Linked DNA regions of Danio rerio: all the other regions are linked to region 3. The links are chromatin contacts, called in public Hi-C and HiCAR-type maps. All regions are on one chromosome and are shown on one strand. The core of a region is the stretch at or near the end of the contact, and the rest is flanking DNA. Distances in the headings are between cores, read along the strand shown.

Evidence for each region. Hi-C and Micro-C count contacts between places; a contact is called where the count stands out from the background. HiCAR-type assays count read pairs that join an accessible place to other places.
Region 1: a Hi-C map of hematopoietic stem cells shows a contact between it and region 3, with 5 times the contacts expected there. The contact joins the promoter of btbd6b here to the enhancer-like site in region 3. A contact is called at or near these places in 6 of 18 Hi-C or Micro-C datasets (caudal fin, embryo, hematopoietic stem cells and 2 more) and 2 of 4 datasets of contacts at active chromatin or transcription factors (caudal fin and embryo).
Region 2: a contact with region 3 is called in a HiCAR-type map of caudal fin, with 12 times the contacts expected there. The contact joins the promoter of xrcc3 here to the enhancer-like site in region 3. A contact is called at or near these places in 6 of 18 Hi-C or Micro-C datasets (caudal fin, embryo, hematopoietic stem cells and 1 more) and 2 of 4 datasets of contacts at active chromatin or transcription factors (caudal fin and embryo).

Annotation. Positions count from the first base shown.
Region 1 is chr20:23,474,521-23,479,050 of GRCz12tu, reverse strand. btbd6b (BTB (POZ) domain containing 6b) reads left to right here and starts at 1,588. Exons shown (of 5, transcript NM_001024815.2): 1 at 1,588-1,701; 2 at 3,605-3,899; 3 at 3,987-4,077; 4 at 4,170-4,288. The coding sequence starts at 3,694. All of the region lies in intron 6 of brf1b (BRF1 general transcription factor IIIB subunit b), which reads right to left.
Region 2 is chr20:23,444,413-23,448,700 of GRCz12tu, reverse strand. It overlaps xrcc3 (X-ray repair complementing defective repair in Chinese hamster cells 3), which reads left to right and starts at 2,695. Exons shown (of 7, transcript NM_001013541.1): 1 at 2,695-2,848; 2 at 2,939-3,076; 3 at 4,117-4,288. The coding sequence starts at 2,794. brf1b (BRF1 general transcription factor IIIB subunit b) reads right to left here and starts at 2,233. Exons shown (of 19, transcript NM_199889.1): 1 at 2,022-2,233; 2 at 1,276-1,475. The coding sequence starts at 1,456.
Region 3 is chr20:23,776,618-23,780,934 of GRCz12tu, reverse strand. No RefSeq gene overlaps it. Among named protein-coding and RNA genes, the nearest start is that of nudt14, 35 kb to the left of the region's middle. Within about 2 kb of position 1,959, at least 3 of the 62 cell types and tissues checked have an H3K27ac peak or open chromatin away from gene starts, as enhancers often do.

The sequences.
Region 1 (4,530 bases), core at 339-2,838, 300 kb after region 3:
TACGCAGCGGATGCCCTTCCAGCCGCAACCCATCTCTGAGAAACATTTTGAGAAAACCCATCTCTGAGAAAAAAGCGGATGCCCTTCCAGCCGCAACCCATCTCTGAGAAACATCCACACACACACTCATATACTACGGACAATTTAGCCTACCCAATTTACCTGTCCCGCATGTCTTTGGACTGTGGGGGAAACCGGAGCACCCGGAGGACATGCAAACTCCACACAGAAACGCCAACTGAGCCAAGGTTCGAACCAGCGACCCAGCGACCTTCTTGCTGTGAGGCGACACCACTACCTACTGCGCCACTGCCTCACCCACGGACAATTTAGCTTACCCAATTCACCTATAGTGCATGTCTTGTGGTGGAAACTGGAGCACCTGGAGGAAACCCACACGAACATGGGGAGAACATGCAAACTCCACATAAACTCCACACAACTAACCCAGCCGTGGTTCGAAACAGCGACCTTCTTGCTGTGAGGCGAAAGCGATACCCAGTGCGCCACCACATCATGTTTTGGAATGTGGAACTGTCTGCACATTAACAGCTAGGCTGAATCATTCATTGTCTTTAAACCGACACATCAATAACTTTAATGAACTGTCAGCAAAACATCAGCAAGAACATCACAAATCAGTAGAGATTCATTCATTATTTTGGTGACACATTTCTACATAAAATGCATGCAAACGGAGATGACTGAAAGTTTTCTGTGGTCTATAAACCAAATTCAGAAAGATTTTTTTCTGTTTTTTACAGTCTTTCTCTTACCTTTATTACCAAATGACAGAATAGTAGATTTTTGGTTCACATCATTTTGGCAATTGTATACAATTGTAAGTATAAAATTGTATAAAATTGGCAAGTATAAAAGCACCCTAAAGGTGTTTGTATTGTTCTTTGCTTTAACCCATTTACTAATGTTTTTAAATCCTTCTGTGTTCTTCTAATACTTATAATTCTGACAGACTGATGAACATTTTATTTTCAGATACATACACAGCTTAAGTAGTTCCTGGCTGGTTTTGGCAGCCTTATAATTCCATATCATGACAATTTATTTCACAGACTACAAATGTTACATGTCCATTATATTTTGATAATTCAAGACTCTTCATCAGTTATGCATTCCATAATTGACATTTATTAATTGATGGATGGATGGATGGATGGATGGATGGATGGATGGATGGATTGATTGACTGACTGACTGCACTGACTCACTGCTCCTTTACTATGTTTTGACCAGCTTGCTTGCTAGTTATTTGGATGTTTTCAGACGTGTGTGTTTTAGAAATAGAAGAGGGTGAGAAAATGCAGACAGAATTTTCATTTTTTAGGTAAACTATCCCTTTAAATCATGAACCAGCTTCCCCAACCAAAACTGACTGTCTGAATCAGTTTAACATTTAGTACATTTCACTCACTGAGTGCATGTTTCACAGACTCTGGCTGGCAAAAAACATCATTGTCTAAATTGTTTGAGATAGATAAGCCGCTTATCCTAGGCGAAGGATCCAGTTTCCAGCACCGGAGCCCTCTGTTGGAGATCCGGGAAAGCTGTACAAGCCCAACCCCCTCTCTCTCTCATAGCACACACTGTAGATTTAACATGGCTCCTGGTTGCCAGCGAGCCTCCAAACATCAAACCTGAATGTATTTTTCCTGGCAGCTGCGCTTCGCTCGGCTCAATAAGGTAAAGAACGACTAAAGATGTGCAATTTAAGTTCCTCAGCATTTACTGCTTTATTAAATCGCAAATAATGATTCGTAGTACTTCGACTAAAGAGTCCGTTTTGGTGGACAAGTCTATGCGGACGGACGGTGGCTCTGTTCTGCTGTTACTTTACGTCTTTAAAACCGGTTTGTTAAGGACGCTGGAGCTATAATCATTGATTGTACATGTTAATGGTGAACACGGGGGATAATTCTAGCGAGCACATCAGAGATTCCCTCAGTAGGTTGAGCGCTTGGTTGCAGATGTTTATCCCTTATGAGACGTTACGGCTGCATCAGCAAATTGACTGATCCTGTGAAGTTGAAACATCGCATTTGGAGCTCGCGTATGGCTGTAAAGCGTTACAATGTTGAGTTTTGTGTCACGCGCTTTTGTGGAGAAAAGTTTATTAATAATCCCCTTAACGCTTCGTGCGGGATTTCATAAACGCTCATCAATCTTGCTTGGCCTCTGATGATGATGATGACATTGATGACAGTAGTATAAGATGATATGATACTTTTACATGTTTTTCTGACCATGTTGTTGGAAGTGTTGACGTGAACGTGCATTGTCAACAACGGAAATGTGAATCTTGCATTAAACGACTGCGATTCATGTCAACCATTCAGCTTGCTTACCATTAAATATTCCTTTAATAATCAGTTCAATTTTTAGCATGATGTTTCATTTATCGCTTACAATTACTAAATTATGACATTGTCAGATTTAACTAAATAAGGTTAGGTTAAATGGATCCACTGCGTAGACGCGAGACATTTTAATGACTTCACATGATTTTTTTAGAGGCAGAACGAATAAAATGGGACATAAATGGTTTTTAAATAATAAAAACGTAAAAGCACCTCATTGCATTTGTGTGAAATACTACTGTGTATATGTTGTCATTTTAAGCAACTAAGTTAGTCGTTTCAGTCTCACGAGCATTCAATGCTTCAATACTGAACAACATCAGTTCATCAAAGTATTAAACTGCGAGACAGGTTAATTAAGTAACGCTCCTTGTGATACATAAATGTTTTGATGCACCATAGCAGACTCATAAGAATCATTCTCTATGTAGGCTACTATAACTAACGTTACACTCACTAGTTGTGTTGGTTTTGCTTCAGTAAAAACCAATGGACACACTGGAGTCGATAACACTCTGCTCGGTGTAACGCTGAACAGCTGACTGAGATTTGTTATGAAAATCATTCGGCTGGTTAAATGTTATTAGGTTTTTCGCTTCTCAACAGTAGTAAACAAAGCGTAAAGGGTTAACTGGTGCTCGTGTGAGCGGGCGAGAGAGGCGGGCGGTCCTGCTGTGGGAGGCGCAACTGGGCTGCTGATGTCAGATTCACTTGTAGTTTGATTGGTCAAAACGGAGCAGGACGTCCTCTCCCGTCACACAAAACCTGCTTTACACTACAGCGTAAAGACGCGGAGAGGGGATACACCACAGATTTGTAGGATGACAAGGACCACGTAGCACTTTCCATGGTGGATTCGGGGCTATTACTTTATTATTTATCCGACTGCAGCAGTTCTATTGACTTGCATGCTATTACTTTCAATGTTCGCGAGGATGCGATGAGAAAGAAGAAGAAGTCATCGAGCTGGAATATTTCCGCTGGATGGATCCTTGCGTTTGTTCTGTAAATGTTTCCATAAGGAGGAAATGAAAAAGCTATGGTATATTTAGCACAAACGAGTGATCGAGGCTTGTAGTTTGTAATTAAATTAAAGGGAACCCTTCCCTCCGCTACACCTGCCTATTAATTACGCGCAGACTGGTGGATAGACTTGCTGATGCCAACAACGCCAGATTGCCTATATGGCAGGATCATGAAGTTTTTGACGTTTTTCCTTTTGCTTCCAGAAACCTTAAAAAGGACTAGAAAGAGTGGGAAACAGCTCAGCAAGCTGCCAGTATGCTATGAAATCGTGACTTTGTCCTTGAGGAAGAAGATGGCTGCAGAACTCTATCCTGCCAGCATAAATACCAACCTTCCAAACAGTAACAGCACAGCAGTCACAGCTGCCAGCAAAAAGACCATCGTCCAAGTCACTCAAACGGTGACCACACCGACTACAACTGCCACTCAGCAGAACATCAACAATAATAACGTCGAGACTGCCAGCTGGCAGTCCACTCACCCGACATTGCGAGAAAGGTATGAGCACATTTAGCTAGCTTTTCAAATCACCTATGCTGTTTTTGTTTCATCAATGTGATATTCTGTTCCATTTGTTCTCGCCAGGAATGCTTTGATGTTCAATAACGAACTCATGGCAGATGTTCATTTTGTTGTGGGTCCTCCTGGCGCATCCCAAAAAGTTCCAGCACACAAGGTGAGCGCATCCACCCATGTTAAACCGCATCTTGAGCATTTCTTTCATCCACCGTCTGCTTAACTGCTCTTGTGTGGCATTTGTGCTTTCAGTATGTGCTGGCAGTGGGGAGTTCTGTTTTTGGTGCCATGTTTTATGGAGATCTAGCAGAAGGAGAATCTGAGATTCATATTCCTGATGTGGAACCTGCTGCTTTTTTAATTCTTTTGAAGTAAGTCTTACATTTGTAGTGCATCTAGGTGATACTCATTTTCTTTGTCTGGACCTTGCAGCTTATTAAATAAGAAATAAATAAAAACAATGCATACATACAATTATGTTTACACTTGTTTGAATTTCTAAATTAAATAGTTTAAAATGGTTAAACATTTTTAAACAAATTATTATATTTAATACATTTATAAATACTGAGTAATATTTTTTCTAAATTATTATATTTGAAAATATGTTTGT
Region 2 (4,288 bases), core at 1,446-3,945, 330 kb after region 3:
CTTTATTATAATACATATAGGCAACATGCAATATCATAAAACGGCAATTTATGCTCAACAATTCAGGGAAAAGAATGATAAAATAAAAGCTGAAAGCAGAAAAAAAATATTTTCACTGAAAAATAAATAGTGAATTGAAATTTGTAAAAACAAAAAAAAAACAAGAAAGTATGTTAAATGAGATTCTGAATAATTTTATGACATACTTCAAAAAATAAAGGTGATTTAGTATTAAAAAATACTAAGTATTCCTAAATTTTATTTTTATTATGTTTTTAAATAAATTGGTCTTCCACTTCATATTTTCTGATTATTCATAGTGTATGAATTAATTCCGGTTCATTTAGTTTTTCCGGTACATTTACCGGAATTACCGGTACTTTAACTTAAACCGACATACATTGGTGGTAGAAGTTGATATTTCAGAAATTATGCGATGTGGGAAAAATGCATTGAGTGTGTTAACTAGCGACATTAGGAGTTAAAAAATGCAATCCATTTTTTTTTCTTGGTGGAGCAGTTATGAGATGGAAATAAAACAAATAATGTGATTGCCTCATATGGAAAATTCAAGCCCATTATCCTGTCATACTTTCTGCAAATAATTTGCTATAATATGTCAAAACTGCTTTTGCAACTGACATGGATTTTGAATTATCTAGCTGGTTAAGTTAACTTTAATGGAACACCATAGTACATCCAGTTCAACCTATAAATCGCCTTTAATGTTCTGCAAATAAAAAAGGCATCTATATCTTGGATTGTCTGATAGTGAATGAACATCAAGTTTTAATTTTATTGTAGTTTTTAGGTTGAGTTTTGACCATTTAGACCAGCTGCATTAAAATGCATTATAATTTAATTTCATCCTACCACATTTTAAATGTACTTTATTTTACAGTATGTGTACTGAACATGTTCTTACAGTGTACTTACCTTATACTGGGTTTTACAAGATAACTATACGAGTTAAGGTTCAGGGGTATGTGCTTCTGTGAGAACATGTTTAGACTGTGGCTAGCCAATAAATTAAATTGTGCAAAAGCATAAAAGAGTTTAAAACATTATCTGTGAGAAATCTTTTCCTATTTTTGATTTCGGTATATTTTCTCTATATTTTCTTTCTGTATTTTCATTTGAGCATTTATTTTTTTTCAAAAAATTATAATTTATTATAGTAAAAGGCACTCCAAGTGACCAAGCATACAGATTTCCCTGAAACATGGGGCATGATCCCAACTATCATTTTTTTAGGTTTAAGAAAACAGCTCTTACCATCTGCAGACACAAACTGGCCGACGGCTGAAGAGACTCCTCCACTGTTTTCCACAAACTGAACCTCAGACACAATGATGTTATCCTCCAGAACCGAACCACAGGCTGTGCAGACTGCACTCCCCCGGGCTGGATCTGTGTCGATGTCCGATCCACCACAGTTCTTGCACTGGCGACTCATACTGACTGAAGACTTAGACCTGAGGAGCACACACCAACTCCATTACAGAACAGGAAACACTTTACAAAACATACTGTTTTTTATGTTTTTGTCAGTTTCTTGTTATTAAGATATTATAAACATAAAACACGTATTAAAACCGAATAACCAGCAATATAATGTTTTCAACAGAACCTTATCTTCAACGGGGATTGAACTCGGGTCGCACGGCTTCATTGGTCTTGCATATTCCGCTCTGCTACGCGACAGTTAGCATGCCGGATACACAATGCACATTTGTCGCCCTGTTCATTGTCGGTCATGATTCCTATATTCTTATATTAGGATTCATTTTATTTTATGTTTTATGTTCTAATGCACATCAATAGTAACGTTATTTTTGCTAAGCTAATGTTTTGATATGGTTTATGTATGTGCACATATGCTACAGAATGAAAGCTAGCTTGAATGATACGACCCTAAACATTCTACAAACAGCTTAGTTTATCGCTTTATTCTTTATTTCATAATGTAACATAAACATACACAATTTACGCTAGCCTTTAACAGTAAGATAGCCACTCACCAGTCAAAGGAAGTAAAGACTTTAGCTCAACAACTTTAAAACCGTATCCAGTCGTATTTCTTGTTGTTTGATAAACTATTTAGATAGCAAATCCTGTTTTACTATGACCAACATGTTTAAAAGAGTTAAATCAATCTGTTTTGGTAAAATACTTCATTTAATTCATAACAACATACTATTGTGACTTTCCAGATCAGTCCATCTACCCAACTGAAACACAACATTAAGGGCTGTTCTAAAAACAGAACATAGAGGGGTGGCCAATATCCAAAAGTTCTTATTTTAATTGTTATCATGAGTTTATTTTGCTTATACGTATTGTGTGTGAACCTAAATACCTTAGAATTATATAAATGCTGAATGTATATTACTACAATACCATTTGATCGTTTTATGTAATAGCCTAAACTCAAAACACCCCCATATTGATTTAACTGAACCAGTGGCAAACCCCAGCTCTAAAGCGCGATAATATGAAGGGTCAGTGCTTTAGCCGTTACGCTAACGCTATTCTCTTTTTGTTTTGTTAAAATTAAGTATTGTTCTTTATATGTATTGCTTCTTACTGCATGTCTTTGAAGAAACGTAAATAAATATCGTTAGCCGGCTGGATTTAAGACTTTAATTTTGACAGACTATATGACACAATGACCGGGAAGTAAACATCGTGCAGTTCAAAATGTGCGCAAATAGTTTTAGTTAACGTTAGTTGAAATGTTTATTCATTGTTTTATTAACGTTAAACTGTTATTATGGAGATTCAAGTTTGGTGATGGAGTGGGAACAACTTGAGCTGAATCCAAGGATTATTGCTGCTGTTAAAAAAGGTTGATAAACAATCCCTTATTGCGATACATTGCTGAGAGAGTGCGTTACAGTTTATTTATCTTCGTGTTAAACGTTATTTCAATGTTTAGGCAATTTTAGATCAGCCAAAGAGATCCTGTGTGTATCTGGTCCAGATCTGCAGAGACTGACGCGCTTGTCAAAGGCTGATGTCCAGCGTCTTCATCAGGCGGTAGCGGCTTCTGTGCGCAAGTCTAAACCCGTCACAGGTTATACTTTTGTATTATTTTAATTTTAAACATCCGGTGTTGTTATAGAGGTAATTACAGAACTTTTTTTCTGATTTTATTTGATCAAAGAGACAGTTCTCCCCCCAAAAAATGAAAATTCTGTCATCATTTTCTCACCCTTGACTTGTTTCAAAACCGTTTGAGGTGTTTTTGTTCTGTTGAATATAAAATGAGATATTTCGATAAATGTTGGAAACCTGTAACTATTGACTTTCATAGTGATTTCCGTCCTACTTTCCAACATTCTTTAAAATAACTTTTGTGTTCAAGAGAACAACAAACTCAACTGGTTTGTAATAAGTCAAGAATAAGGAAATGACGACAGCATTTGTATTTCTGGGTGATCAATGCCTTTAAATTCTTTGAATATTTATATGATTTTAACAAATAAGAAAAAAAGATGAAATAAGATTTATGTAAACATCTGAAATTGTTGTTCATATAAACATGTGAAATAGATTATCTAGAAAAGATACAAACTAGATTAGAATGAATTATAATTAGCTTAAAAGTAAAGTAAATGAGTTGTAAATATAATGCAAGAATAGAAAATAAACATTGCCAATATAATATTTAGCGCTATTTATAATATTAATTATTTACAGTATACAACATTATGTACATTATATAGATATCTTTTACATTTTAGGATGTAAATAGAAAAAATAAAATAGACTAAAAAACCCCTGCTTTAAAAGTCAACCATGTCAAATAAATCTAAACTTTATAAACAATTTCCGGATATTTAAAAATACTATTTTTAAATCTGTTTAATGAAGAAACAAGAAATTTGCTCGTAAACCAACATTAAACAGAACCAGCTCTCTATTTAAAAGTTATATTCATTACATTATAAAAATCAAATATAGTAAGTTAATTTCATTAATAAAAGCTGATTATACAGTAGGTCTCTAGTCTGTTTCAAGCACAAACAACGTGAGTGTGAGTCCTAAATCAACAAAAACATGGTTAAGCTAATAAATAATATTTTGAGCAAAACTATTATTTTGACTTCTCAGCATTGCAGTTGATCCAGGGAGAATGTCCTGTTTTGGAGCCTGGACACCGGCTCTCTTTTGCCTGCCCTGTTCTGGACGGTCTGATGCGTGGTGGTCTCCCATTACGAGGAATAACAGAACTGGCAGGCGAGAGCGCTGCTGGAAAAACCCAGTTTTGTTTGCAGCTTTGCTT
Region 3 (4,317 bases), core at 710-3,209:
AAAGGTTTTTCAGCATGTTTTCGAAAGAATGACTGCGGTCGATCAGTGTTGCTTGAAATGCCGATCAGTGTTGCTTGAAATGCCGATCAGTGTTGCTTGAAATGCAAGAAGCTGCAAATTGACTACCATAAAATAAAAGACAGAATATAAGAGCAAAGTGGTGTGAACCGTTAGAATTGGAAGTGGTTCGACACCATAGACGCTATTTACAGACACCAACCAGCGAGGACATGTTAAAGTCGTTATCATCTTCCAAAGAGCCGACCCCGGAACCATATGGGACTAAGGCCAAAGAAGAAGAAGAAGAACCAGCGAGGACATGTTACTGGATTAACATCTATGTTGATCCTGGAACAACATACCAATCAGGGATATGTTCAGGGGCGGACTGGCCATCTGGCAGACCGGGCAGTTTCTCGCTGGGCCGACACACTTTTTGGGCCAGCCTGATCATCGTCTTAGATCTAAACGGCCCATAAAAGGCTAAGCAGCCTATCGTTTTTTTCTGCCTTATTAATTGACGATGCTGTGACTCTGAAAGTAAGATGCTTTTTTTTCCGGACAGACAGACCGGGCCGGCCCATGTGACACTCTGCAGCCCATTGGTTCTTTTCTTTATTGACATTGTTCTGGTCCAATCACAAACTCCAAGAAGTTTGGTCAGCGTGCATCGTCTGTGTGTATTTGTCAAAATAGTCGAGAGTCAGAGAGAAGAAACGGAAGGGAGGCGCAAAGAAATTGCGGGAAACACACCAGCGTTTTATTTAGCGGTTCTGAAAAGTTCTCCGTTCATTCTAGCACACGGCTAAAAACGCAAATCACGTGACCACACGCACACACACACACACTCCAAGAGCTGCAGCCAATAGTTTAGCGCAGGTGCTTTAAGCATAAACCCCAGGTGAGAGTATAATGCATGTCGGACACTTCATCAACTATCTGCTTGTTCTCATCTCACTATAGTTGTTAATCGTGATATTGAATTCATCTTGTTGTCTCTATACAACGACTCTTCTGTCTTTTTTAATCACTTGTTCTAAGGGAACTCTGTTTTGGCTGAGTGCAAAGATAAGCTAATATAATAATTTATGTAACCACATACACTGATTCTGCACATTGACTGATTGCTTACCTTTATCGTATAAATTTATTGTACGTTATACAGTTATAATGGCCATTATTGATTATTAAAACTGATATTCTGCAAAAGAGATGGGGTAAAGTTCATTCTGAAAAATGAAAATGAAAATGAAAGGAGGCAGTTATATTTAAGCCCTGTTTTGTTATAAGAATGCAGAGTGAAGATGATGCTTATATAAATATATAATTTACGAGTCTGTTTTGTTTGTTTTGAGTCTGTTAGTCATAATATCAAAATGAAGCAAATTTCCTTATGTTATGTTTTCATTGTTAAGATTGTGAAACAGCAAGCAGGATGAGATGAATGAGGTTATAAGTACACTGTTCCCTTTGAAAATTTACTCATGCGTCACCTGGCAGTTTTTGTTATGTTTATTGTTTAATATAGCTGAGTGGATAGTGTATAGAATGAGCTAATTTGGCTGTAGTGTATAAGTGTGTGTGTGTGAATGAGTGTGTATGGGTGATTTCCGATACTGGGTTGTGGCTGGAAGGGCATCTGCTGCATAAAACATGCTGGAATAGTTGGCAGTTCATTCCGCTGTGGCAACCCCTGATAAATAAGAGACTAAGGCGAAGGAAAATAAACGAATGATAGTGTATTGTTTAGAACATTTTAATTGAATGTAGTGGGCAGCTCTGGCTTAAAATGCCAGGGCCGATTTTTTGCCCCAGTCCAGCCCTGGATATGTTTACAGTTTATGTTAAGTGTGACCTTCTTGCTGTGAGGCGATTGTGCTGCCCACTGTGCCACTGTGACGCCCCAGTATGGATTACATTTTCAAACAAAGATTTAGTCCCAGCCAAGATCAACATAGATATTAATCCAGGGTTGCATCATACTTGGCAAAATCATTTTGGGTATCATGAGATTGCTAAAGTTGGCATATTTCAAAGTGAACTGGCGACTGTGGTCAAACATTGCGCAATACCTCCAACAAGCCTTGTCTTCATGTTTCTATTACCAATAAAACTGCACAACTCAACAACACACCTAATTAAGCCATACATTTAGGAAAAACAAACTGTATGAGGTGGTCTTTCAGACAGTAAAAAAAGGAATATTTTCCAAAGTTATAATAAAAGCATTTTTTAATCTTTAAACACTGCAAAAAATGCTTTCCTTACTTTAATTTTTTGCTTTGTTTCTAGTCAAAATATCTAAAAAAAATAATTATATCAAGAAGCATTTTCTAGGTAAGCAAAACATATAGTCTTGTTTTGAGAAATAATATGCCAATATTAAGTAAGTTACTCCTTGAAACAAGCTAAATAATCTGCCAATGGGGTAAGCTAAATAATTTAGTTTTTCCTTTTGACATTAGATTGTTTAGCTCACCCCATTGGCAGATTATTTAGCTTGTTTTAAGAAAAACTCACTTAATATTGGCATATTATTTCTCAAAACAAGAGAATATGTTTTGATTGTCTAGAAAATTCTTTTTGATTTAAGAATTTCTAGATATTTGTACTATAAACAAGACAAAAAATCTAAGTAAGAAGTAAGAAAAGAATTTTATTTATTTATTTTTTTTTTTTCTAGCTGGTATACGGTAAATGACTTAAACTAATTAGGTAAATGTTGAATCCACAATTCCTCTGTGCAAACTACATTAAGTCTTATTGATTGAAAATAATGGCTAGTAATACAGTGGCTGTGATTTACATGAACAATTTTTTTAATTAACTAATCACGAGAGGAAAAAAATTTTTTAGACAAATAATCGCTTTATTTAAAGAATATAGAATTAAACAAGGGCAGCACGGTGGCACAGTGGGCAGCACAGTCGCCTTACAGCAAGAAGGCCGCTGGTTCGAGCCTCGGCTGGGTCAGTTTGCATTTCTGTGAGGAGTTTGCATGTTCTCACCGTGTTTGCATGGGTTTCCTCTGGGTGCTACGGTTTCCACCACAAGTAAAAATACATGCGGTATAGGTGAATTGAATTAGCTAAACTGTCTGTATTGTCTGTGAGTGAATGAGTGTTTATGGATGTTTCCTAGTGATGGGTTGCAGGTGGGCATCTGCGTTGGCACCCCAGTGAGTTGCTGTAAAATGAAATGCATTAACCCTTCATCATTCAGACTTCATCATTCATGCCACCCTCTGAACACACACACACACACACGCACGCACGCACGCACACACGCACGCACGCACGCACACACACACACACACACACACACACACACACACACACACACACACACACATTATGGGGTGTAATTGATTGCTCATTAACACACAGCTCCCTTTGAATCAGCATGATAACATTCTCCAGCCAAGAGGTAATTCTGCACAGAGTAAGCAACCTTGAACTCTGTTTTAATGGAGGATTTAGCCTTAATTGTGTTATTTTGCCCTATTACTGTCTCTGCAGCACATCACACTGCTTGAAGGACACATTGAGTTGTTTCAGGGTATATTTACTTAACAATAATGTACAAAAATGACAAAAAAAAATTCTTTGTGTTTTAAAAGGTTTTATGTTAAGACAAAAATGTTAAAAACTGCCAAAACTGCATGTGTAAAAAATTAAATAATAACATACTGTCTTATGCATGGAGGCCAGTAGATGGCGATAACATTTTGTAAAGAAGCACTGCATGCATGCACATACTGTACAGTACAATAGTTTGACTTGTTTTATACAATAAAAATGTGTAATAAGCATGCACATTGTCACATTACAAAATTGGGAAAATTTGTCTGGTTGGTTTTTCAGGCAATATTAAAAAAGGAAAACACTTAAAGAATAACTCTTAAAGATTTACTTAAAAATCCTCGTAATAATTTGCACTAACAAATTTCAAGTAAAATTTACATTCTTATATCAGATACAATTAACTTGTCAATATCATGTAAAATGTACTTAATGTTTAATCTAACACTCCTAAATTAATGAAGTAAAAGTTAATTGATTATCTTTAATTTTGAGTCTATATTTATTCAAATTAATCAAGTAATGTCAAGTTCATGTTTTAGCAAAAGGACAACTGCTTTTTTTAAAGTAATTTAAATACATCTTTAGTTACAATTAGTTACAGTTAGTTCTTAGTTAATTAGTTACAAACAAGCACGTCTGGCATAACATTTATAATTAAAATACACATTTCCACTGAGTTGGAATTTGTTAATTAATTCATTCATTTTCTTTTCGGCTTAGTCCTTTACTAATT